Linked DNA regions of Triticum aestivum: region 1 is linked to region 2. Evidence: chromatin contacts called from public HiCAR-type data. All regions are on one chromosome and are shown on one strand. Each heading gives the region's core, a stretch centred on a gene start, on an enhancer-like site or on the middle of the called end of the contact. The rest is flanking DNA. Distances are from core to core; before and after follow the strand shown. Region 1 holds the start of LOC123165363. Region 2 holds the start of LOC123166106 (calcium-binding protein CBP).

What was found. HiCAR-type assays count read pairs that join an accessible place to other places.
Region 1: a contact with region 2 is called in a HiCAR-type map of leaf, with 7 times the contacts expected there. The contact joins the promoter of LOC123165363 here to the promoter of LOC123166106 in region 2. A contact is called at or near these places in 3 of 5 Hi-C or Micro-C datasets (all in leaf) and 1 of 1 datasets of contacts at active chromatin or transcription factors (leaf).

The regions. Positions count from the first base shown.
Region 1 is chr7D:86,457,181-86,463,859 of IWGSC CS RefSeq v2.1, forward strand. LOC123165363 reads left to right here and starts at 3,834. Exons shown (of 9, transcript XM_044582993.1): 1 at 3,834-4,518; 2 at 5,024-5,085; 3 at 5,205-5,354; 4 at 6,100-6,276. The coding sequence starts at 4,254. It also overlaps the pseudogene LOC123171646.
Region 2 is chr7D:86,265,836-86,273,264 of IWGSC CS RefSeq v2.1, forward strand. LOC123166106 (calcium-binding protein CBP) reads right to left here and starts at 4,406. Exons shown (of 5, transcript XM_044583869.1): 1 at 3,719-4,406; 2 at 3,560-3,606; 3 at 2,909-3,084; 4 at 2,769-2,787; 5 at 2,404-2,682. The coding sequence starts at 4,151. The coding sequence ends at 2,578.

The sequences.
Region 1 (6,679 bases), core at 2,584-5,083, 190 kb after region 2:
TCGTTGTTTCCTTTTTCTTCTTTGTTGAGTCATAGGAACCACCGTACTGTTAGGTGGGGTCCAAGTGAACAAAGTCAGAGTCACTGAAGTGATGCTCAACCAAATCATATGTCTTCGAGCGAAGACAATGAGAGCAAACCTTATCCAGAGTTGGATGAGTCACTTGTAGCCCAAGTCAAGCTGCCGCGTGTGTTTGAAATCTGACCGTTGGAACACGTGTCAGTTCCTTAGTGACCCAGGGTCATTTCAGACAAATCAGGTCGGGTTGCCTAGTGGCTATAAATAGCCCACCCCCTACACCATAAATTGGTGGCTGCTCAGAGTTAGTGCACGGCTTTTGTCGTTTGAGAGCAACCCACCTCCGAAGCTTTTGAGAGAGAGAAATCCTTGCGAGGACAAAGCCCAAACACCCAGAGCCAAAGAGTGTTAGGCATCACTGAAGTCTTTCTGTCCGCGTGACCTGAAGACTTGTTACACTTGAGGACTGTGAATCCTCCAGCCGGTTAGGCGTCGCGTTCTGAGCATCCAAGAGTCATTGTGGATCGCCGGTGAACGAAGTCTGTGAAGGTTTGGAAGTCTACCTTGAAGACTTACCAGAGTGATTGGGCGAGGACTGGGTGTCCTTAGCTCAAGAGGAATAAGGTGAAGACACGGTCTTCTGAGTTGAATCTCAGCCTCCCTAACCAGACGTACAGTTGTCACAGCAACTGGAACTGGTCCAACAAATCCTTTGTCCTCATCAAGTGACTGGTTCTATCCTCTCCCTCTCTTTACTTACAGTTTGTCTTCGTGAAGTCATTGCCTGTTTGACTTCACTGTGTGACTACTATTGTTGTTTGGCTTCATACCATCTTCCATCCTGATCTTTTCTACCTAGCTGCTATTAGTCTTCGTGCTTTCACTTCATTGAATACTTGTCTATGGCTTGCTTAGTGTAGTCTACCTTCCGCTGCATGTTTATATGTTCATTTCTATCGTTTGTCTTTGAAACTCCCATGTTTTGAAGACTTTCATAAAAATCGCCTATTCACCCCCCCTCTAGTCGATAACTAGCACTTTCAGGTAGAAATACATCCGATGAAGTTATCATTTTGTCATGAGATTTTATTGGTCTGTGTACTAGCGAGAATGAAGCTGAGCTCCGTGTCTACCTCTCAGACCTTTATATCGGTATCACCCTTCACAGTATTTTTTTAGACTGACTATGCTTTTGTTCACTCTCTCCTTGCAAATGAGAAGCCTGACAGGTCTCCTCTTGTTGATCTGAAGAAAGAGGCTCTGAGTATCTTCAGGACGATCCAAGATTTTGAAATTTCCTAAATTTATCAGCTTGCTAATGGGGTGGCACATGAGATTGCTAAGTTTAGTTTTAGTACTAGGTCTGATGGGGTTCTTGTTAATATTGTTCCGCCCTGCTTGTGGCATATGTTGTAATGAATGATTGTAATAACATTTTTTATTAGTTAATACATGGCGTGTTTTTCAAAAAGAAAAACTTTCCTCACCATTTTGCATTGGTTTTGCCATCTGGGCTTTACATAGAAACCTAGTCGGAAGCCTATTTCAAGATTTAAAATCAATAGTCTATTATTTTCCACACCGAATATAGCATGTCTTAATCTGACTCTACATAAAGTGGATATTTGCATTTTCATAATCAATCGTTTAAGGTTTTCGCATCATCAAATGTTTTTTTTCTCCTGAAAACAGTCTTGCACACAGCTTGTGATTTGGTGGAGCATGCGTGAGTGGTTCATAATTAGAGCATGTGTCCGAATAAGCTGAATTTAATTTTGAATTTTCTATTTCAAAACTTTATTATGTTTGGATTGTTATCTATGTTTGAAATATTATTTCATTAAAATATGTACTTTTGAATTGTTGATGCATGCGTCTGAATAAGCTGAATTTAAATTTAAACTTTTTATTTCAAAACTTTATTATGTCTGGATTGTGATTTATATTTGAAATAATGTTTCGTTGAAATATTAACTTTGAATTTTGAGCGGGCTGTTATCATTGCTCTATGTGACAAGATAACATTCGAAATGCCACTATTGTGGCAGTGCTACCATTTGTGTCCGTCTCGTATATTCGCTCCGGGTTCCGCCAACCTCGAAACAATCCGCACCTGCAAATGCATAGTAGAATATTCGTTCGGTCCTTGATTCACATCCCAGTTAAAAAAGAACTTTCGTCCTCAACGAACAAAGAGAGCCGTCGTCCATGTGGCCGGTCGCCGCACGCGACGGGACACCTTTGGCCCACGCGACCTCGTTTGGACCGTGGCAGCCAGCCGCGCGACGGGACCGATCGAGGCCGAGGCTGCCACGGCGGATCCACGCCGATGCACTGTCAGGACTCAGGACTGGATCGGCACCCCCGTGGCCGTGGCCGGGTCAAACTCCGACGTTGCGTGTCACGCCAATCGGCGGCACCGCGTCCACGACGTGGACGACGACGACGACTTCCGTCTATAACGGTGCAGCTGCCTGCAGGAGCCACGTTTGCCTCACGTTTGAAACGGCGGTGATGATAACGCGGTATATCTATCCGTCCGTCTGACGTGTACCCGAGGTGGAGGCGATTTGTCATCACTCATCAACGAGATAACGCTCGCACCGTTTCCACGTCACGCGTATCTTCTGGTGCTGCGGAATCAAGAAGGATGGCCGCTCGTCAATTAGGAAAAATCATTATGGTGCTAACCGTGCGAGTGGGCAGAAGAACGGATTTTTGCAAGGGCATGACAGGGTTTATCCACTCTTAAGTCTTATCACCATGTAGTAAACTAAAAACTACTGTAGCATCGTTACCAATAAGCTACGTTACATTCGCTCGCAAAAAAGAAAAATGATACGTACATCTTCCAAGGAAAAAGTGGGCACTGGGTGGTGATAGCTCCATCTACGGCCTGGGCCAAAAGTTCTCTTCAGAAAATTCAGAAGCAACAAAACGATCGAACAAAAAGCCAGAGGCACAGCCCGAACTGGAACGAATGACAGAGATGGCCACACGTACGCCCCTACGTGCGTCTCCCTCCTCCAGGTCCAGCTGGAACTGGATAGGAATAGGATAACACCGGCTTGATCAGCAGCTCGCCCTGTAGGAGGAAGACATGCTGAAGAGGCTCCCGTTCGCATCGCACTGGCCCGGTCCGTCTACGACGGCGACGCCGAATGCCGTCGTGCATGTGCCGTTTGCACCCACCCCTGCAGAGGTGGTTTGCAACTGACTGACAATGACTAAGCTAATCTTGCCCAGATTTATCAGCAAACCTACGTAACCCATCCCATCGATGCGCCACTCGCTAATAAACAACTAGTAGTATCCCGTACCAAGTTGCTGCTACTAATAAGCAAGATCAAACAGAAAGTGGCCGCCGGATGATAGCTCCGTCCACGGCCTGGACCAAAAGTTCTTCTCACAAAGAATATAAAAAAATCGCCCGTCCCCGACCAGAATGATGTGCGCATGCATGCCACTTGCGATTCTCAATCTCATCTAAAAAAATAAAAATAAAAATGCACGGCCTTCGAACCCTCGATTTCTCTCTTTCGTTCTCCTCTCCAGTTGGATAATGTTTCTTTTTTTAGGGGAGGCGTAGGCTGCAAGTGGCAATGTTGTCCCGTATCAGGCCCACGACACTCAGCAGCCCACGCGCGAGGGGAGAAGCGGCCCACGCTCGCTTGTCTGCTTGCCCGTCCGTGAGGTGCGTATCCGTCGGTTGGCTCGCTGGTGGTGCGATTAGTCCCACATCGCTCGCGGAGGGGGCGGGAGGGGGCGAGCGGGGTATAAGAAGGGGGTGCGGGCGGACGGGAGAAGGCATCTTTGCGCTTGGGGCAATGACGCAGCTAGTGAGGTTATACCGAGGCGCGTCAATTGCTGGTTGAAAACTATTTCCAAACCCCCTCTTTGGCCCTCATGGGCTACTGAGAATTTCTGTAAGGGCTCCCTCTCTTCGGAGAGGGGAAAGCCCTACAAAACTTAATTCAAAATTTACCTTTGGCCTGATTGAACTTTGCCATACACATGATTCTGAAATTTGGATATACCTCGAGGATTGTTCTTTTTACGTATTATTATATACTCTTTTTAGCGGTCTGTCGTGAGATACGTACGCTCAGAAAACCGCTTCCCCCTCTAAACGAGAAGCCGCTTTCCCTGCTGTGTTGGCGTAATGCCCGTTACCGCATACGCATCTCCGACGACTCGACCAACTGCCCCAAAACGTTCTTCCCTTTCGCGCCTCCATGGCGCCGCCGTCGGTGTCGCGGCAGGTGGCGGAGATTGCGGCGGAGCCCGACCGCGCCGCCGCGTACGCGTGCCTCCTCCACCTGCAGCGCGCGTGCGCCGACGACCCCTCCGCCGCGGCCGACCTCGCGGCGGCCTCCCCCTCCGCCCTGCTCCCGCTCCTCCTCCGCGACGCCGCCGAAGATGACGAGGCCGTCGCCGCCTCCGCACTCAAGTGCCTCGGCTTCGCGCTCTACCACCCTGTCCTCGTCTCCACCATCTCAGGTAGTAGCACCTCCTGGTAGCCCCCATCTCGCGGTTTATGTCTGTGCCGAGTTAGGCCCAGTGAAGAAATCTTGGTGGAATGTGGGCGACCACCATGTTCTACTGACAATCTGGCTCCTGTCACTCCAGGCCTTGCACGGCTGTAGGTTCACCTTCCAGTCTTCCACTGATACTATATGATTAATAAACCATTGTCTCAGATCCATTTTCCCATCATCTAGCAGTTTCATCCTCACACATTGGCCTTTCAATGAGAGCTGGTAGTTTACATTTTCTTAGGAAAACGTAGAAATTTTTCATTTCATGGCAGGTACTCTGAGTACACATGCTAAAGTTGGAGCTGATAAATTTTTGTTTTGACAGTTCATGATTTTCTACAATTAAAGAGCCTGTCCCTTTTGCTATTTTAAATCACTATACGTTGCTATCTCTTGTTTTTGATTATCATCAAATTACCTGTTGGCTTGAAGGAACAGTTATAATATTTATTTTTCTTACCCTGCAGGACAGTTGGCTCAATCGGTATTGGCTACTTTGGTTCGGCTGATCATGACCACCAAGATGAAGGTTTGTTCTGCTCACCATTTTTCGTTTTCAGGTTCTTCTTTTGTTCAGTTTTACTGGGGAGAATGTGTGTGCTCGTTCAGTAATTGAGTTCCTATTTCTTCTCTTAATTGTTATTACAGGCTATTTGTAATCTTGCAGTCTGGTGCATTTCTGTTCAACAATTGGAGGCTTCGGTGGTAGAGGATGGAGTAACTCCCTTGCTCAATGCTATTGTTTATGCCCTTGACAATCCATTTGGTTCTTTGTCTACAACATTTGAGGCTGTTCAGGTTTTCTTCCTACTTAAACTGCGTTCTACTGCATTACCTCTCTTTTGTTTGGTGAACTAAGTAATTAATCTCATAGTATGCCTATCTCTGGTTTGTTGAGCAGAGTAATTAATCTCATAGTATGTTTCTTATAGCAATAAAACAGTTCATGTGAATGATTTCTTTGCAGCATAATGTATTGCCAGTGACCAACATAGTTGGCATCTTTTTACAATTGCTGTAACTGAAGGGGTTTACCTCCAGCCCTGCAAGACATCCGTGTAACCTTTTCCAGACAGGCTTAAGTGTTAAGACTGCCGTATTAAGATACATTCTTTCTTATGAAAACAGTTTAAGTTACTAATTAATATATATGCCCACTCTCTTGCTAATGAACTTTGAGTGAATCTGTTTAATTCTATCATCACTTGAAATTGCAATGGCAACACTCTTCAGTATGTTAATTTACTAAAATACCTAGGTAATTATTAGAGTTCATTACTCTTATATTTCACGTCTTCATCAGGGAGGAAAAACAAATTGTTCATAGATGATGTCATTAGATTTTTTCCATGCCTCACTAGTTTATTTTATGTTGCCGCACCAGCTAGAAAATCATTCAAGTCGGAGGTTTTACCTTTTTAGTATGAGCACTTTTGGCGCAAATGTGAAGCACACACTTGATTCTTGTTCCTTTTTTGTGGTTTAATGTTTTACCTGCTAGTAATACTTGAACTAAGGCCGTCTTTGAAAACTCTTTCTCAAGGCTACCATGAAACTTGCTAGTCAATATCCAAAAGGAATGAGAGACCAATCAAGCATATGGGTTCCCCCAATATACCGAAGACTCTTAAGTGCTGACAAGCCGGAAAGGGATATGTCTGAAAGATGCCTCATTAAGGTGTCATCAGTTATTTTACCTCCTCAATCTCCTCTTTCTAAGGTAAATTGAATAATGACTCCTATAATGATTTGGAGCTAGATGTTTCTAACTGCTGACATTAGTTTTCTCATTGCGAACTATAGTACCCATATTGTGTCTTTATAACTGTAAGTCGGGTATCACAGACTTAATTGCCACTAAGCACTTGACTGTTAACTGTTGAAAATGTATTGGATCGAGTCTGTTACTAAATACAAATATGCTCTGGGAGCTTCATAGAAAAACAAAAGTCAACATTTGCTTTTCCGTGTAGCACTGAAATGGCCTGCAGTTTTATTTAGTTTGATATGATTATAGAAATCATTTAAGAAAGCAGACTGAAAGTTACAACAGATTAACCTAGGCCAGTTTATATTTGGCACAGTACAATAATGCTTCTCACTTACATTAATGTTTGTGCTAT
Region 2 (7,429 bases), core at 3,156-5,655:
TGTGCGAGGGCGTCATCTCGAGTGCGGCTGCTTCAGGTTGGCAAGGCTTTACACGATGGCGCGGACAGTGGGCGTGCGGCGGAGACCGCGGCCGCGGGTGATACTTGTAAGTCCCTCACAATCCAAAACCCTACATCCGCCCCTGATTTCCTCGTCGCCCACCATCAGCGGCAGCCGTCGCTGCCCCTCGTCGCCCTCTACGGTGTACATGGCATCCTCCCGATCTTCGAGCGTGGACGGCCCGTCCTCGGGTTCGACGACGGCGAAGATTTCAAGGTGCACTCCTCTTGCGACGGGCTCCTCCTGCTCTCCTTGTCCGACGGCAGCTTCAGTATCTGCAACCCTGCCACGCGTCAGTGCGCTCCACTCGCAGGCCTCACCACTGCCAAGCAGATAGACTTCGCGGTGTTGTACCTGCACCACCCGTCCGGAGAGTACCGCGTGCTATACTTGGAGAAGCGACAGCTGTACCAAATCAAATCAGCTGCCTACTACATCCTTATGGTGCAGCAGAGGGGCTCGTCGAGGTGTGTCGGAGGTATCATCGAGGAAGCTACGTCGTCGGCCGGCATGCACGGAATGGCTCCTCATAATTTGGCCCCACCCATCCTGTTCCGCAGATGCCTTCACTGGGAACCTGACCGCTTTTACCATCGTAACCCCGTCATAGTCGTTTTTGACACGATGGTTGAGTCATTCAAGTTCATGCGACGCCCGGCTGATGTTACCACACTCTGCACTCAAATGTGCCACATAGAAGGTTCGATTGGCTTGGGTAGCTTTGCCGACAGGAAAACAGCCCTCAAAATCTGGGTCTTGGAGGACTACGAGAGGGAGGTCTGGTCATTAAAGTACCATGTTACATTCCCAGTGACGAGCTTGTGTGACCTCCCAAATACTCCCTCCGTTCCTAAATGTAAGTCTTTTTAGACATTTCAAATGGAGTACAACATATGAATGTATGTAGACATATTTTAAAGTGTAGATTCACTATTTTGCTTCGTATGTAGTCACTTGTTGGAATCTCTAGAAAGACTTATATTTGGGAACGGAGGGAGTACAAAACATTTGGTTTTGTCCCTCAAGGGAGATGTGCTGGTCTACAATATGTCTGAATATCACATGTTCCATTGTGACAACATGGGCAAGTTGATACAAGAATTTCGATTGGAATCCGAGTCGCGGGGTTTGAGCATTACTCGACATTGTTTTAAAGAAAGCCTTGTCAAGCATGAGTTCTTTCCGAGGCGAGCAATTCAAAGTTTTTTCGGAAGGCTCTAAGCCTCTAAGGTACATCAACATACTGGTGATTCCGAATAATTTATAGATGCATATTTATATATCCATCTTTACTGTGTTTTTACGATAGTGATGAGATAATCTTTCTTTCCTTTACAAGACATGTTCCATATAAATTGTATTTTACCTATAAATCAACAGTTTCAGAATACTAGTTACATGAGTTAATAATCCACTACTCCCTCCTTCCATCTATATAGGGCCTAATGCGTTTTTTAGGCTAACTTTGATCAAGTGTTAAAGCAATAATACATGACATGCAAGTTAAACAAAGCGTACCGTCAAATTCGTAAGTTAAAGGAGCTTTCAATGATATAATTTTTACATTATACCTCTCATGTATTATTAATCTTATCAATAGTCAAAGGCGGTCTTGGAAAACACATTAGACCTTATATAGATGGAAGGAGGGAGTAAGAACTTCAAAGAAGCAAAAGAATAAGCAAAAAGAAATAAAGAAAACCGAAGAAAACAATGAAAAGAAAAAGGGGGAAATGCCTAAAAACGGAGAAAAACCGGTGAAAAACAAAACGCAAAAACCAGAGGAAAAACGGAGAAGAAACAGTGGAAAACCTGACTCGTTTTGACTTAAATTGTCCCGCTCTACTACTCTATCACGAACCCAAGGCAAGCCCATTGGCTAGCCGTGCTTGCCCTTAACCAGGAGACCAAGGTTTGAATCCCTTGTGCGCTCCCTTTTATCCTCTATTTTTCCTTTATTAACTGCGTGTCAATGGGCTGGTCCGATTACTGTAGACCCTTCAGCAACAGCACCTTCGGTCTCGCTTAATGCGAGATCTACTCTAGACCCCTTTAGCGAGAGACCTTAAGCGAGATACAGATCTACCCTCTTCCTTTGGGTTCATAGTTTTGTAATTTTTTTAATTTGACCTTATAAATTGCATGTGGTTCGGTGCCAATGCCATGTGGTGCTGCGTGCAGCTATGGCGGTGAGCGGCGTGAGAGAGAACGGGAACAAAAAGGAGACGAGGAACAGATAGCGGTCAGGACGGTGCTTGGACAAGAGCGATTGGCGTCTGCATGGGGCCCGCAGGGGCACGTGGCGACCTTGCCTGGTGACCGCCGCGCGACGCATATCGGCAGTTCGATTCCAACCATTAACTTTTTCTTATTCACATACACAGTTTCTTTCTTTTTTTGCGAATATATTCACATACACAGTTGTGAAACAAAACGCTCAAAATTAACGGAACTGTAATCGATCCCACAAACTTAAAACTGTACTCCTTTGCGTGGGCAAACAGACACCAGGACTATCTAAGGTACAATGAAGGGGACGACCATTGACAAGAAGCCGTCATAGGTAAGAGCTGCTGAGCCGGTGTAGCGCGTGTCATTCTCCTTGAATTTTTCAGTCAGACCCTGCATAGAACAACACAGCAGCGAAAAATCCATCAGCAAACATTTGAAACTTTGATTACATAGTTGATTATTAATTGGGGACGTACCTTCACAACCATTCCGCACCTTCAAGATCGAAGCCGAAATGCAAAACAAAACATTAATTAGTTCTGTAAGTATGTTATAGAGTATTGGCTGAATTAGATTACTTTGTGTGTGAGATATACTTGGGACTCCATATACTTACTCCACAAAGTTGTCGAAGTCTAGGGCGCCGCGGTGGGAAACACCATTGTTGTAGTTAGCTATGAGAAGATCAATGACCGAAGGTGGCACCGCGTATCCGAGGCCGCGAAGAGCTTCTCTCAACTCATCGGAGTCGATCTTTCCGCTGCGGTCCCTATCGTATCTGTCGAAAACGACCTAGGACAGTGCCATGAAGAACAGAAATAAGTCACATGCTGATGGTGATAGATGGATGGGGAAAAATAGCAGATCATTGACAGAGGTTGACAAATCTTATTTTATTTTTCATTTTGATTTGACTTCCCTCATGAAAAATTCAGTTGCAGTATTAGATGGGCAATAATTCCATGAGCATCATAAGTTCATAACATGATTGGGTAAACAGCTGTTCCTTACAGGGAAACAGGGTCTCCACCTTCTCGTTTGATAAAAAAAAAAGTACACTTGCAGTATTCAGCATATTCCTATGCAACGAAGACAAGGTCGATGATAATTTATTTATGATTTTGTTATCGAACTGCAAGCAATGTGAAGATATGCAGGGAGAAAACAGAGCTTCAGAAACTGAATGCGCACACTCTGTTTCATTCGAGAGCATACATACTGTAATTCAGAGTTAAACGATAGCAAGCAAATTGACAGTAGCACTCACCCGCCATTGCCCAAGGCAGTTCCACAGCGTCACGAACTCCGTTGGCCCTGCAACAAACATCGTTCGGAAGCAGCAAGAAATCAGTACTTGATTATGCTGAAACAGTGCCGAAAGAGATGCAGATTTTGTTGTGGGTGTATAGGCGTGTGCTCTGCTTACCCATCCGGGAGCGCGGGGAGGAGGCGAGCTGGGCGTCACTGAAGAGGAACATGAGGAGGCGGACGGTGCGGATGCTGAAGCGGTGGTGCGCGTCGGAGAGCGCGGCCTGCAGCTCCCCCTCGTCGATGCTGCCGCTGCCGTCGCGGTCGGCGGCCCGGAATGCACGCTCCACGTCCGGGTGCGTCCCCGGCGGGAACGCCACGGCTCCTCCGAAGCCTCCTCCCATCGGCGGCGGGTAGCCTCCTTGGCCGTGGCCGTAGCCGTAGCCGTACGGCGAGGAGGAGGAGGGCGTGGGCGCGGGAGGCGCCGAGGGCGCGTGACCGTATCCTTGGCCGTTGCCGTACGGCGAGGAGGAGAGCGTGGGCGCGTAGCCGTAGTTCTGCTGGCCGTATCCTTGGCCGTGGACGTGGCCGTAGCGGTTGTAGTCGGCCATGGCGGGGAGGGAGGCGAGAAGGTCTGTGGGGGTTGAGGAAGACGGTGTCCGACGGCAACCGAACCGACGAAACGGCGGTGGATTCCTTCCGGGATATCAATCAAAGGGACGAAGACGTTGACGTGCGGGAGCGGTTCTAGCAGGGCTCGTTCTGGGTATATGTAGGCAAAAAGAAGAACGCGGTGGGCGTTCGCCCTCTTTCCGTGCAATCTCTTGCTGCTGGATCGTTCTTGCCGTCGTCGAGCTGATCGTTCGCGCGCAAAAACCTAGAGCGGCAGCATCAAATTGGCTTTGTCATCGTTCGCGCGTTCTACTGGAAGCTTCTTGTGGGGTGCTTAGTGCGCAAGAGGAGAAGGCGTGTGCGGCATGGCTAAGCAAACCATACGCGCGCGGGTGCTGCCAAGACGCGTACGTGCGTGTGCGCCTGAGCTTCCTCAGGCATTTCTTTTTCCTCGGCGTCTACCGGCCGCCGCCGACTGCAAGTGTGTCTATCCGTTACTGTTTTTGGCGGAAAGGTCAATTGCAATCCAGAAGTTAAGCCGGCTAGAGAGAACAACCATGGTCACGCACTCTGGCGGGATCCTTGTGTGTGGGGATAAAGGACGATTTCTTCGATGTTGTCTATTCTGATCGTGGTCGTTCTTTTTGTCTCTCGTTGTGTTTCAACTTTCAACGCAACATTGAAAAATCATGGGAGATCTTATATTTTGCATTTGGAGGCCTCCATGAAGCTCGGCCTTCAAAAGCAATTTCCGCACCAAGGACTACAAGCTTGAGTACAGCTCGGACATTATATACGTGCAGGACGCAGGACGCCGGGTTCAATTTCCAACAGGAGACTCGATCGTTACTGAATTGACTCGATGCTCTTGGCTTAACGCAATGGCCCGGGCGTGTGCAGCAATTGAGGTAAGAACACAGCTCCGCGACCTTGACCCACTGACATGTCGCGGTCTAATTTATCACCCGTATGATTAATTTGTACAAATTTATATGCTACAATATAGGCTGGATGGGTTCTTCATTGTCCCACTCATCATATTATTATTACTACAAAAAGGGCCCGTGCGTTGCAACAAAGAAAAAAAAACATAATCTTCAATGGCCATGATCACATTTTGCTGCCTCACCGAGATACACTGCCATTCTCAATTTCATGAAATCATGAACATTCTTTTAAACTCGTGCACAAATTTGAAATCGTGAAAAAAATTCATGAACACTTATATAAATTTTCAAACATTTTCTAAAATCAAGAACATTTTTTGAATTCATGAACATTTTATACTTTTTAAAAAAATGAAAAAATAAAGAATTTTTTTGAATCACCGAACACTTTTTTGGAAATAGGTGGAACAATTTATGAATTTCGTGAAGAATTTTTGAATTTGCAAAAGTTTGCTCAATTTCACTAACATTTTTAATTCATGAATTGTTTTAAAAATCATGAACATTTTATTATTTCCTGAATATTTATTTACAAAATTTCAAACATTTTCTGAATAAGCAAACATTTTTTTACAAAACCACAAACATTTTTTGATTTATTAAAATTTCATTTCAAAATTATCATTTTTTTAAAATTTGCTAAAAAAATTGAAGTCTCAAATTATTTAAAGTATAAAAAAAGAAAAAGGGAAATTTAAAAAAACAGGCTTCCCGGACATAGGCTGTCCCAAACGGGTCGCTGCATCTTCTCCCAGCGCGTGAAGCGCGGCATAGGAGGTCTCTACTGCATGGGTCGTCCCATGCGTAGGATCCCCCTCTATGAAATGTTGCTTATCACTTATAGGTAGCATACCCCTCAAAAAAACTTGTAGGTGGCAATGATGGGTAATATTTTGCGGCTTTGGAGGCAATTTTCATGACATACCGCCAGAATCAATAACCCCTTTATTATTATTGGGTATTAGGTATAGATTAATCATATAGTAACTTTTTGGTTTATTTATTCAAGCACAACAAAAATATATCACATTATCTCTGTGTTTGCATGTAAAGAATCTCGTCACATACTACACTATGGGTAAAACAGTCTTTTTAGTTCAAACTTAACACCATTATTCGTCAAAAATGACGGAAGTGTAACATATGGAACAAAATGAAGTTTGAGTGTCAAAAAGGGAGGGGAACAATCCAGACGAGGTAAGAGTGAATGATCTTTTTCGTGATTTCCATCGTAAGAAGATCGACTTGTAGAAATCTAAAAATGGGGAGAAAAGGAAGAGGCAGGCTGAGCTGACTCTTGTTCAATATCATTCTCATGATGTGTGGTGCAAAGAGAAGATTCTTGTGGAAATACCTTCTTTCTAGCTTGATCAATTTCTGTAAGAATGAAGCTAGTGACATTAAACTTCTGGCTCTTCATTATGAAGACAACTACATGCCAAGACCCTTTACTCCAAGTAGATTGCATCTGCATTTCCTTGGGGAAGAAAGTTCCATCAGACGGTAGCTTAGCCATTCATCAGATACATGTCGGAGATCCTTCTCTTGCGTAATAGTAATATCGATTGTTCCTCTACGAGAGTCAAGTGAACAAAGCCAATTACACAGTGAGTGATTATACCGAGACTAAGAAACAGCTAGCAGTAAAACTTTGGGCCAAAAAGGGAAGCAAATTTTAAGAAAAGGGCCAAATAAGGACTTCTCTCAATGTGAATGGTGAATTTCCTAGTATGTGTCCGTTTTTTTGCTACTGTGAATGGTGAATGCTGCTAATATGCCTCAATTTTTTGCTAGTGTCAATGGTGAATGGTGCTAGAGGATATTCATAAATCTTTTTCGTTATCATATTCGACAAGAAACTGTTCGAAACAACCAAGCATTAACAATTCAACACACAATTTCAACCCAAGGACATCATAGACATTTCAGCACACAACTCGTACCACAATCTCAAGCAGTTATCTTGAAAAAGCATTGGACCATAGATTCTATGGCCAGTTTCCCAGAATCTAACTCCAGAGAATTAGAAGCTGGAAAGAATTAGGCCCATAGGTGGATGGCGGAGTGGGAGTGTCCATATGGCGAAACGCTTTCGCGTTCCGAGCATTCCAAATCTCTCAGAGAAGCAGGAGGATGGATCGCTGGCACGGTTTATATCTGGATTTACAAAAACTCTACACTTACGGAGCACCTACGAATACTTCTTACGCCAATTAAATGTTTCCATCTCAATCCGTAACAACAATTCCGTAGAATTTTCCCGTAGATGTAGCAAAGCTGATGGGTTTATGTATGTTGACACGCCCGCTTGTGAGATAAATTATCACAAG